Linked DNA regions of Rattus norvegicus: region 2 is linked to region 1. Evidence: chromatin contacts called from public Hi-C data. All regions are on one chromosome and are shown on one strand. The core of a region is the stretch at or near the end of the contact, and the rest is flanking DNA. Distances in the headings are between cores, read along the strand shown. Region 1 holds the start of Atp6v1h (ATPase H+ transporting V1 subunit H). Region 2 holds the start of Mrpl15 (mitochondrial ribosomal protein L15).

What was found. A called contact is a pair of places that touch in the nucleus more often than the background predicts.
Region 2: a Hi-C map of Schwann cells shows a contact between it and region 1, with 5 times the contacts expected there. The contact joins the promoter of Mrpl15 here to the promoter of Atp6v1h in region 1. A contact is called at or near these places in 4 of 12 Hi-C or Micro-C datasets (Schwann cells, frontal cortex, liver and 1 more).

What each region holds. Positions count from the first base shown.
Region 1 is chr5:19,267,628-19,274,200 of GRCr8, forward strand. Atp6v1h (ATPase H+ transporting V1 subunit H) reads right to left here and starts at 3,413. Exons shown (of 14, transcript NM_001398985.1): 1 at 3,231-3,413; 2 at 1,935-2,079. The coding sequence starts at 2,047.
Region 2 is chr5:19,525,351-19,531,923 of GRCr8, forward strand. It overlaps Mrpl15 (mitochondrial ribosomal protein L15), which reads left to right and starts at 2,396. Exons shown (of 5, transcript NM_001399003.1): 1 at 2,396-2,568; 2 at 3,877-4,031; 3 at 4,734-4,899. The coding sequence starts at 2,464.

The sequences.
Region 1 (6,573 bases), core at 2,163-4,662:
AAGAACAAGCATTTGGCTACATTTGAGGAACATTTACACATAAACATGCAGAGCAGAGGGACTTATAAAAGGAATCTTTACCCAGACCACAAAGTAAAGGTCAAAACTAGGAAAAAACAAAGCAAGATGCATGTAGCCCCAGAGCCTCAGGACTAGAAAAGTATACAATTGAAAATCACTCCAAAAGCAAGCCAGAAGTTCTGCTGCCCTGCTACTGCTTCACGATTAACACTCTTCTGTTTACTTCACAAACAGTCAGGCTCTACAAGCAAGCAACTCCTTGTCCTCTAATCTAAAAGCTTTCTAGACTAACGAAGTCAGGAGTTCAGAGCATTTAAATAATTACACATTGACCAATGGGGAAAATTATATGTACATCTTTCTTTGCCAGTCCTTTAGTGGCTGACCCCACAATATACCAGGTTCTTAAAACAGGAATGTGGATGTCAACTTAGACATCTTTCACCCATACGTGTCAAGTTGAGCACTATCTTTCTCAAATCTGTCCAGTTCTCAGCATTCTAACAACCTTAAAACTGCCATTACAACTTCTTCCTATGGCTTAGCTAGTTCCCACAAACCCACTCTTACACTGAATGCAAACAATCCATCCAGCAGTGACCTCTGTCATCTACTCCAGGCTAAGCAGCCTTAGTGGTGACTTTCAGGAGACTGGGCATTTGGGTTCTTGTAGTGGTACATTGCATTCCACATTCACACTCATTGTTCAAGCACCCTACAGCTGGGCTGCTCAAAGCTCCCCCATGAGGAGAGACTCTTTTGAAAAGACAACTCTACAATAAGAGCTATCACCTATAACTGACTATCACTTTCATGTGTTGTACATGTTGACCTTCTTAGACTTCAAATACATTGAGGGTTTCATAACTTAAGAATCCTCCTGAAAAGCACCAAGTGACAGGAACAGGCACAACTCCTCAAGGTACCCAGGTACCCAGAATATCACAACCATCCTCTGCCTTGCTGTGAGCTTCAGCTCTCACCACTGCTTGCCTACACACCATAAATAACTTCCAGCACAATCTTCCCTCTATTTCAGTTTCTGTTGTACTTGGACAGATCCTCTTTTTTGTCACATGGTCAAATAGCACTCATCTTTGAAAACTCAACTGAAGGATCACTGCATCCGATAACTCCTGATGGTGGAATCAGCTACCCTTTTTTGTACACTCATAAGTCTATCTTCCTATCATCATAGCTATCCATGAAGTAAAGGTCTGTTTTGATACTATGAGTTACTTTTGAAGTGCTAATCTACATAACCTTTGTGTAGGCAAGACAAAAAATAAGCAACAGATTTCATAATTGATTTTTCAACGTGCGCATTCAAATCTGAATCTCAGTAACTCAGTTATAAATATGCCAAAATAAACCCATATGAAATAAAATGATAAAATAGTATGAAGAATAAAGGAGGGCTGATGAAAGGGGCGGGGTTGAGGGTGGGGGAAGAATGCACCTTCCACTTAAGCCTGGCAACCTCAGTTTGATCCCCAGTACCAGAGAACCAGTTCTTGCAGATTTGCTCTGATTTGCAAAGGCATGGCACTCAGCACATAAACACACGTGTGTGTATTACAACCATCTGTAACTCCAGTTCCAAGGTATCTGAGACCCTCTTCTAAGCTCAGAGAGCACTAGCATGCATGTGGCACACATACATACGTACATGTAGGCAAAAACAGTTAAATACACAGTTAAATAAAATAAAATAACTACTGTGAACTGTTCTATTTCCCCAAGCTGTCCTACCATACCAGGCAGACACCCTGAGACAGCTAGCTCTGGAGAGGAGGAAATGTTACAATTAATTTATTAGTATTTTTCCAGTATTTCTCTCATCGAAGCATGACCATGAAAGAGCCTGAGGCAAAAGCACAAGACACCCATGACTCACAACAAACAGTACGCACTGAAGATAGGACTGCCAGTTCACTTTGTTGGCACGAACTTCAGCAGCCTTGGCTGCAATGATGTTAGTTGGGACAGCAGCATCCACGGCACCTCGAATGTCCATCTTGGTCATCTAAACTTTATGATTTTGAATGTTTCACAGACCTTCAATTTAGGGCCAAGATAAAAACAGAATAGCAGGCATTTTAATTTTTGAACTACTAGTATGAATACAACCACGTTCATTTCACTTAGCTTGAGTAGTAAAGATCCTAGCTCCGAACGGCATTAATCAATTTCAAATTTTGTCTACCACCCCTTAAAAGGTCTTTCCGTTGGCTTGTTCTTTTCCAGGGAAGAGTTTTTAATTATTAGCTGCAATATACTTTGAAACTTTTAAAATGACCATTTAAGAGGCTGACAGCAAAATTAAAACTAAACAGAATATTAAGCAGAACTCTTTGACCACCTTTAGTGCAATCATACCCAGGTCTTTGAATATGCTAAAAATAGCCCCAAAGTCCACTGCTCTAAATCTGTTCACTCATGTTCAAATCTCTCATACAAAAACTAAAACACCGAAAAGGGCCAACTATGGTATTTAAATGGCATCCATTAGGCTTCAATTTGCAAAGACGTTATATTAATTCCTTTAAAAATCACTGATTCAAAATAAAATATACCAAGTGGTATGGTAAATTTTTTCAAACACCAGTGCCTTCTTTTCAAACAGAAATTGACAAAACATTTTTCGAAATCAATATTGAAAGAAATTTCCTTTCCAACTTGGGTACAGCCAACGATAGGAGTCTATTCTGACAAGAAAAAATGTACAATAATGAGCTACAAAAATAAAACATCAGTCAACTTAATAGACATGTTACACCTTACTTTACTAAAATGCAAACACCGAACTCTCCATTCCCAAAACTTACGTTCTTGCCCACGAGCAAAAGGAGGAAAGGCAAATCATACCTAAATTCTACTCCGCGTTCCCAATGTGCTTAGTCAGTGTGGAACTTAAATTCTCCTTGTGGGGACTTGCTGCCTAAACAAACAAGGTCAGCGCGGACTGCGGGTCCCAGGTAGAACCGGCTCCATCCAGGAAAGGCTGGAACCCGAGGGCACAGTGCGGCCTTCCGGGGAGGCTCCGGGCCTCGGCGACTCTACCCAGGCCCTGGCCCAAGCCTGCCCACCCCCGCACGTCCTCTACTTCCCTCTGCGGTGAAGGCCCTGCAGCTCCGCAGACCCTGGCGCGGCCCGCAGGGAAAGCAGCCCGCTCTCGGGAGCCGAAGAGGGGCCCCAGGCGGCCTCACCTGGATAGCCTCGGGGAGTGAGGGCCACAAGGGCAGGCAGGTGCGGGTCGAGCTCCGAAGCCTCAGTGGCCACGGAAAGCCCAGAGCAATGGGAAGGCGACTCCGCGACAGACGTTAAGAGGCTCTCACGGAAAAAGCCGGAACAGCTGCAAAGTGACAGCAGCGTCTGGGCACGTGAGCAGCGGCACGTGACCGCAGTGGACCGCGGAAGCCGAGAGGGCCCAAAAGTGCTAGCACCGCGCACTAGGCGGCCGGACAGGGGCCAATTCCTCGGGTGCTTTAAAATGGCAAAATTCCCACCCAGCAAGTCGCCCTTACCAAAAAAGCCAAAGCTCCTGACATCAGTCTTTGGAGAAATTTGGTTTATGACCTTTGAGTATTTTTGGTTTGTTTGACTTAACCATCTCTTCGGACCAGGCATTTATACTCAGATTTTAAGCATAAAACTCAGACTGAAAAATGAGTCATAGACCCACGGTTACAGGCTTAACCAGTAATATATATTTCAGAAAAACGTTACTCATTGTTTACCTAACTTCACTTGCTCTCAGCGTATATATTTCTCACATCCTATCTTAAACCCAAAGGCCTGAGCTGGCCTTGTCTTCAGATTATACCAAAATATATATAATAGTGTTGGAGGCAAGTAAAAAAGCACACAAAGGAATGTACCTAAAAAACAAACAAACAAAAAACAGTATATTGTTACTTTAAAAAAAAATCTTTTTGAGGTCAAGTTTCAAAAACCATCATGAGTTATAAAAGAAAAAAATGTAGGAGATGATATTGATTTTCTACCACTACTGCAACAAATTACCACAATTATAGTGGTTTAAATGAAGCATAAATTCATCGTCTTTCAGGTGTCTGGGTCAGAAGTCCAGAAAAATGGGTCTCTCCCTCCAGAACTGCTTTAGGCCGGAATGACTTTATGCTAGAGGCTCAGGAGAATCTGTTCTTCTACCCTCTGTGTTCTAAGTCACTATCACCATCACGGACCATAGTTCAAAAGAGGTATCCAAGTTTCACCTGGATAACCCAAGCAGCTCTCCTGATCCTTAACCTGTTCGTTTCTTCAGCCTTTGGTTCCCCTTTGCCCAGCAAGTTGATAGCTTCACGGGTTTAGTTTCACCGGTTCATTAGGTTAGGACATCATGGGCCCAATTTTCCGTCAGAAATTATGTGGAAGGATACACCCTGATTTAATGTAAGTTGCTGGATAAGAATACAAAGGGCAAGTTGCTAATAGAAAAGAGCCCATATCTTAGACCTTACATAATATGCCTTGTTTTTCTGAAGGAAAACTTTGTTTTTAGCCATATTGGGGATTAGACCCAGAGCCTCCTTGAGTGAGACAAGCACTCCGCAAACTGCTATTTCCCAACCCTGAAGTAGAGCCATGTTACCTCTTTAAAACTGGATAGTTCTGGGCCATGGAAATGCTCTCCTGGTAAACAATGGCATTGTCACCAAATCCAACCATTGAGTTCAATCGTCAGACCCACAAGGTGAAAGGTGACAACAGGCTCTCTGAAAGTTGTCTGTTGGCGTCCACTCACTCAGTGCTCAGTGTGCATGCCCACAGCCATACACAATACGTACATAAATAAAATTTTAATGTAATTTTTTTTTTACTGAATACCACAGCCTGGCATGGTAGTGCGCGTCTGTAATCTTGGAATTGGGGCAGGAAGAGGAAGTCTGGCAGATGAAGGCCAGCCTGGGCATCACAACATGAACCAGGAGACAAACACATGTACAAACACAATTAAGTAATTGTAAGATAATCTTTACGCTGCATACTTGAAATTTTTCTTTCAAAATGATACTATGAATTAAGTCCCTTTGCGATGGGGTTGTCCAGAGATTGAAACAATGCCAAACGTATATTCTAGCACTGAGCTACACCCAGCCGAAAGGGTACTGTAAAAACTGTACCCTAAATTGAAGATGTGCTTACCAAGAGAATGCTAGAATTGACCCAATAACCGTGTCGTAAAATAACTCACAACAAATCTACAAGTCTCAAAGCTGTTTGCACTGACTGTCTTGCAAATGTAGTACGTGTTTTGTAGGTTCTAGGAGAAGCTCTTAGAATTGAAACTGGGACTTTGAGGGTTACTATTAGAGCACGAGAGAGGGATACTGATATTTGGTACCCAGAAACCACTGAGGATGTCTGGAAGCATGTCAACAGCACCACATAAACAAGTGTCAGCTTGAAATGTCAGCAATAAGCCTGGAGGAAAAGCAACTCAGTAACCTTTTGATCAACCATTACAAATAGAGAAAACTAGGTTCTAGGCTGTGTAGGGGACATGGTCTGGCTATTATAAAGTAACATGAAGTTGTGGCTATTGCATCCCTATTATTTGATGACTCCATGTAGAAACTTATCTGTCTCATGAAGTCCCACTAATAAATCATTGATCTTAGTGCCTGTGCTATCAGTGTTCTGTTCGGGAAGTCTTCTCCTGTGCCAATAAGTTCAAAACTATTCCCCACTCCCTCTTCTATCAGATTCCATGTACCTGACCTTATGTTGAGGTCTTTGATCCATTTGGAGTTGAGTTTTATGTAGGGTAATACGTATAGATCTATTTACATTCGACTAGCACCATTTGTTGAAAATGCTTTATTTTTTTTCCAATGTGTATTTCTGGTTTCTTTATCAAAAATCACATGTTCATGGGTATTGGGTTTATATCTGGGTCTTCAATTCAACTTCATTGATCAACATGTCCACTTTTCTGATAATGCCATTCTCTTTTTATTACCATAGCTCTATAGAACAGATTAGAGATGGTGATATGTCCAGCGGCTCTTTGATTATTCAGGAACTTTTTCTAGCTATACTGGGTTTGTCTGTGTGTGTGTTTCCATATGAAACTGAAAACTGTCCTTTCAATTTCTGTGAGGAAATGTATTAGGATTCTGATGGAGATTGCACTGGATCTGTAGACCACTTTAAGTAGGATGATCGTTTTCACTATATATTCTTTTATAGTAGCAAAGCAAAAATAGGAAACAAACCACAATAGTGACCTTGAATTGTCTTGGCAAAATATGGTAGACTAGGCAGACTAATTAAGAAGCAAAAATGTGTTTCTCATGCTAGCCTAGAGTGCATACCTGCAGTCCCAGTACTTGGGGAGGGGGGCTGAGGTAGGAGGATCTCCAATGCCAGACTCTCCTAATCTACACAGTGAGATCCTGGGGTATGTTTTGGTTTTGTTTTGTTTTGTTTTGTTTTTTTAAGGGAGAGGTGAAAATGTGTTAATTTCCTAGAGATCTAGAAAACCAGAAGTCCAAAATTAAATTGAATTCCTGAGTTCTTACTTTT
Region 2 (6,573 bases), core at 1,146-3,645, 260 kb after region 1:
AATGTAACGATGCCCTGAGCATACAAGAGAATCTGGATAGATGGCTAGAACAAGGAATCGACACATTATATGATTTAGTTTAGATCATGGGAGATGAGGTATTGGGAATGTCATGCTCGGTATCTATGGCTTTGTATAACTCCAACAACACATAATGAGAATCAGCATAATTGGACCAGAGTATAAAGGCACCTTCGAGGTATAAGGCACACTACTAATACACCTTTAGATTTGTTAGCCCTTGATAAGGGCAACGTAAGTCTAAGAGATGCAAAGCCTTTGTCTTTTGACACATTTCAAATGAAAAAGTTACAGGCTGTTTTCCCTTCATGGTCCTCATTTACACGTCTCTTACTAGGCATAGCAGGATCAGTGCTTTTACAGATGTCAAAGCAGAGTTACACAAATTCAAGCTCTAATGTCTTCTCTAGCAGAAGTCGGTAGTCAATGAAGGGTAAGATCCTCTTGAAAACCTTTTCAACCTAAAGCAGGCCACGAACACAAGATTAGAAAACCCTTGCAACTTAAGACAGGCCACAAACTCAAGATTATTTGTGTGCCAATGACAGGTAGGAACTGTTTTCGGATGGCAACCTAAGACACACAACTTTCTACTCCATGACTGATAAAGTGCATGGCTCTTATAGATAAAAAAGACTGGTAAGATTCTCTCAGAGGTAGATTAACCTAGGTAGGTATCCTAGCATAGGTACATGCTAGGATTCATGTACCCATGATAGGTAAGGACCACACTTCTTGAGGGAACGCCTAAGACTGACACAGTCTTTCTGCACCAGTAGCTGAGACAGCTTTGGCATGTATAGATGAAAAGGGAGACGTGGGGAGCACCTCCAGTTAACTTTGGCTGACTTCTTGCTTGTGATTAGTCATGAATGTCTGCAGACATCTGTCTTTATTTTTAATTAAAACATGAATTATATCCTGTCAAGTTCCCCTGCTTACACATACGTCCTTGAGAGACTGTCCAAGCCTGAAGGAAATGAATGGCCTTAGCCAAACAAAGATACTGTGTACCATAAACTCACCACATAAGCATTTGTGTTCATTGTTTCACTTCCTGGAATTGGTCATGGTCTGTGTTGCTTGCCTTTAAGATACTGAGAAAATACACTTGCTCCCTGGCATGGCGTTCACAAGCAGCCTTCCCATCTCTGTCTCTTGCATCTTCTCTTTTTGTCTTTCCTATAATCATCCTCATACTCCCAGTCGTGGATTTTGTGTTGACTGACCAGCAGGCTCTGGAACCAGGCTCAGATCTATGGTTTTGAGTCTACCTTATGTATGGCATGTTGGAACACATGAAAAGGCTATTCCTGCTGATCCAAAGCTGCAGGATCTCAATGACATAGGACAACAGGAGGATAGCGGAGAGGAGGCCCTGTGAGGATCCAATATTGGTATAGCAGGAGCCAGAGACTTAGAACCTGACCAATGCACATTTGCAAGTAAGGACGTATGGGGAAAAGGATATAGTATAAGACATACTGTGACACACATTACAGCTTCACAATGAGATGTTTTCTAAACTTTGTTTATTTTTATTTTTTGGTTTTTTTTGGGGGGGGATGGAAGAGGTTGCAAGGGCAAAAGGGACAGAGAGATAGTGGGTCTGGGGTGTACGATGTGAAACTCACAAGAGACCAATAAAAAGTTAAAAATAAAGGTTCAGTTGAGTTTGAAACAGCTGCCCATTACAAGTTGTCCCACTTTCACCATATAACTGTCAGTAAGAGCTAGTAGGAGCAATTCTCCAGCAAGGTAGTGGAATGGCAAAAGAATATAAAAAGGGACACATTGTTCTCTGTTACTTGTATGAAGACAAGTTTTTATAATCATTTAATCTGGGGCTAGGGTGGTTGTTTATATGAATCTGGTAAGGCTAACTTTAACTCGGTTTCTGGCACACAGCAGCAGCTGAGTATGGCCCCCATGATTAACTGCAAGGCAAGCTAGCAGTTCAATGATAGCTGGAAAGCAGGACGATGTCCCAGAAAAGTTCAGCTTGAACCTAATTAGACAATTGTAGAGCCAGGCATTGTAACAGTTAAAGCTAGAAATAAAGTTCCAAAGCTAGAAACTGTTCACATCATTTTGGATTCATTTGGCTTCATGAAGCTCCACTTTTAAAACAACAGAGCCGAGTTTTAACTCAAAAGATCCTCTACCGTACAGCGTGTTCAGTCGTTACAGGGCAGAGGAGAATATTTTTCGTTCACAAGATGGTACCCAAGCCAGAGGAAAAAGCACGATCTCGCAAAAGGTAAAAACCCACTAAGCTTGGAAGCTGGAAGACAGAACCTGCCGACCGCGGATGCTGTCGCTCTGTAGCACGACAGGAGCGGAGCGGCATGGCGCACTGCAGCGCGACAGGGGCGGGGCGTGGCCGTAAAGCAATGCGGAGCCTTCGCCGCCTTCTGGGCGCCCTTGAAAGGACCGTGGGCCATGGCTGGCATGGCGTTTGGCCGCGGGACCAGTCTGGACCTTCTGCGGTCCTTGCCGAGAGTGAGCCTGGCCAATCTGAAGCCCAGTCTTAACTCCAGAAAACGGGTAAACGCCTGGCGGCGGTGGGGGGATTGCAGGGGCCACGTCATGCTGGAGATGGACGAGTGTGAGCGCCTGGCCCTCTTCTGCGTGCGCCCAGTTTTAAAGCATAAAGATACTAAGCAGGCAGAGAGGCACACACTCGGGAGCTGCAGAGTAATTCATCCAAAATTGCGTTAAAACTGAAGTGCTTAGCAAGTGCCTATCATAATTGTAAATTCTAATGGATTTTTTTTTTTTTTTTTACACTTCAGCTGTCCAGGGTGTAGAATGTCCAGGGGGTAGAAATGGTGGTGTCGCTTGGCTCTTATTTGTAACTTAATATACTGCTTTTAGGGGTTGACACAGTAATTTAAAGGAAAGATGTCACGGAATTAGAAAACACCGAAAGACTACCCGACTCTATCCCGTTGTAATTAGCCAATTTTTTATGTTATGGTGCAGCCAGCCATTCTCAGTTCCCATAGGCCCAGGTTAAAGGGGGAGAGGGTGCGGAGGGCTTTGAAAGATAGGTCACAATTACTTCGTTTCTGTGGCATTTACAGCTAAGTGAGAAGTCATTCTACAATTAATCATTTCACCACAGATTTACAATTCTGTGGAGGGGGACAAGGCATCAGAGTTTCCAGGAGCTTGTAGGAATTTAGAATGCGGCGTCCCTAGCACAAATTGAAATTTCCTTAGCCATATGTGGTAAAATTATGTATTTATGATTAATTTAAAAATAAAACTTTAAATATCATTCAAGCCTCGTTTTGGCTGTTTAGTTCTAGGGTCTGTCTTTCTTTGTTTCTTTCTTTCTTTTTTTGTTCCAGCCGCTTTCTACTGAGGACTGAAGTTAAGCCCTTAGCTTGTTTATTCAAGCTCACTACCACTGAGCTCTAACACCAAACCCTTTCCTGCTTTTTAAAAGCTTTATTCAGCGACAGGGTCTCAGTAAATTGGGGGCTGTTGGCCTTGACCTGTTTTTGTAGCTTCAGGCAGGCTTTCAACTTTGAATCCTTCTGTTTCAACCTACCTGGTAGCAATCACTACAGGGACCTATCTTTTTGTAGAGCTTGTTTCTCCCATTGGATTCCATCCCATCCTTAGAACCTTGCTTTGTGTTTCTCCTTGTACTTTGGTTACTAGGATTAGCTCCCTTCTGAGAGAACTATGTAGGTGGACTATAAAGATGAACAGGCAGCCAGAGCAGAGCTCAGCACCCCAGCTCTGATTCGATGAATAAAGGGCATTAATATGGAGTATGCTGTGAGTGAAACACACTTTTCAGAAATGTGTCTGGACATCTTAAAAATCCACTTTTTCTTGTAGGAAAGACGTCCAAGAGATCGGAGAAGAGGTAGGAAGTGTGGCAGAGGCCATAAAGGAGAAAGACAGAGAGGAACCCGGCCCAGGCTGGGCTTTGAGGGAGGGCAGACTCCATTTTACATCCGAATCCCAAAATATGGATTTAATGAAGGACATAGGTAAGGTTGATTTTCTTTTGAAGTACAAATCCCAATTTCCACGAAGACTTACATGAGTAATTTGGTAGAAACCTTACGTTTACTTAGAAGCAAACTTATGGTGCTGTTCCTTCGAATAATTTTTAGTAATGTGGCTTAACCTATATTGTGTGTGTCACTGTGTGTGTGCTTCCAGAAAAGCAAATTTACACAGACATTCTACTCACACCAACAAGATGATAATAGGGCTTGCTGTTGTAACTCCTTAGATGATTAGCAATTTAAAAAGGTAAATTTATCTTGCCATATATAATTTTATTTCCATATATGTTACCTTTTTAAACATGTATATATTTGAAAAATACATGTAAATACACATAGACACAAATCCCATATATATTATGTGTATATACATATTACATGTAATACATATGTATATAAAATATGTATATGGCACATTGTAGTAGCTACCATTTTATCCTATGATGTTATTTTGAGTTAAACTTCTGTGAGTTACTTGTGTACATGAATGAAGTAAATGTTTAAGAGAGGTAAATTGTTTTTAGTGGAACAAAGGAAGCACTGGTGTTTTATGATGTTTTTGTATTGTGCTTCTAAGTTTATTTTAGACCATCAGAAATTATAAAGGGAAACACTGGAAATCTGAAGAGGCTAGAGGAAGGTTACTTGGTGTTTTCTAATTATTATATTCCTGTTTTGCAGTTTCAGGCACCAGTATCAGCCTCTGAGTCTCAGGAGACTACAGTATCTCATTGATTTAGGTCGAGTTGATCCAACTCAACCTATTGACTTAACGCAGCTTGTGAATGGGAGAGGTGTGACCATCCAGCCACTTAAAAGGGATTATGGGGTCCAGCTGGTTGAAGAGGTAAGTGTAGCTTGTAGTTTTGTTTGTTTTGTTGTTTGGTACGCTGTAGCTACTTTGCCATAGTCAATAGTCCCTTGTCATTATCCCCACATACAACATAGATGCTTCACTGTGGACATCACCAAACTGTTGGGACAGTATTTTTTATTTTCATACAGACCTCTAATAAAGATTAGTTTATAAGTTAGACATAGCGGGAGGTTATGAATGAATTGCTCTAGGTCTCAGCCTTAAGTTACGACTCTTTAGTAAATGGAGAAGTTCCATCCCTGTACTTCAGGTACACACCTCATGGCTCCTCTGTGTCATTTGGGAAGTGTCACCGCCACTGCTCTCACTGGGGCTTTCACTGAGTAAGGCTTAACTGCATCCAGCATTGCTGTACTATGTCAGACTGATGGGTGGACACTGTATGAAGTGGGAAAATAACATCATAAGTGGGTTCATGGAAGGAAGGAAGGAAGCAACATGAGACCTCTTTATGCTACTGAACACAATTTAAAACCTAAAGGTTCTGGACATGCACTTCCAGCCTGTACAGGGTCTCAGTTCGATTCCTAGCTCTGCAGAAAGAGTTACGAATGGCCTCCAACTAGTAACTAAAACTGTGGAAGGTGAATCTAGGGACTGCTTAATCAACACCCCTTTCTTGGGGGCTGGAGAGATAGATGAGTGGTTAAGGACACTGGCTGTTAGAGGACCTGGGTTCAAGTCTCAGTGTCTATATGGTACTCAGAACTGTGACTGTTGTCCCAGGAGATCGTCCATCCTTTGCTGGCCTCCATGGGAACTAAATACATGTGGGGCACAGACATTCATGCAGACAACACACATACACATGGACTAAATAAAATAAAATAAAAATAAATAAACAAACAAACCCAAAGCCCTAGTTCACACTTGCTGTGGTTTTAGAAGGCTGATGTACATTCAGAGCACAGCTGTCTGTGGCTTTTTCCGGTGGTGTGTGTGTGTGTGTGTGTGTGTGTGTGTGTGTGTAAGTCTGTGTGAGTGTGTGTGTGACTGTGTGTGTGAGTGTGAGTCTGTGAGTGTGTGTGTGAGTGTGAGTCTGTGTGTGTGTGAGTGTGTATGTGTGTCTGTGTGTGTATGAGTCTGTGTGTGTGTATGAGTCTGTGTGTGTGTGAGTATGTATGTGTGTCTGTGTGTGTGTGTGAGTGTGTATGTGTGAGTGTAAGTCTGTGTGAGTGTGTGTGTGAGTGTGTGTGTCAGTGTGAGTCTGTGAGTGTGTGTGTGTGAGTGTGAGTCTGTGTGTGTGTGTGAGTGTGTGTGTGTCTGTGTGTATGAGTCTGTGTGTGTGTATGAGTCTGTGTGTGTGAGTGTGTGTCTGTGTGTCTGTGTGTGTGTGTGTCTGTCTGTGTGTGAGTGTGTGTGAGTGTGAGTCTGTGAGTGTGTGTGTGAGTGTGAGTCTGTTTGTGTGTGAGTGTGTGTGTGTCTGTGTGTGTATGAGTCTGTGTGTGTGTATGAGTCTGTGTGTGTGTGTGAGTGTGTATGTGTGCCTGTGTGTGTGTGTGAGTGTGTGTCTGTGTGTCTCTGTGTGTGTATGAGTCTGTGTGTGTGTATGAGTCTGTGTGTGTGTGTGTGAGTATGTGTGTCTGTGTGTGTGTGTGAGTGTGTGTCTGTGTGTCTCTGTGTGTGTGTGTGTGTCTGTGTTCA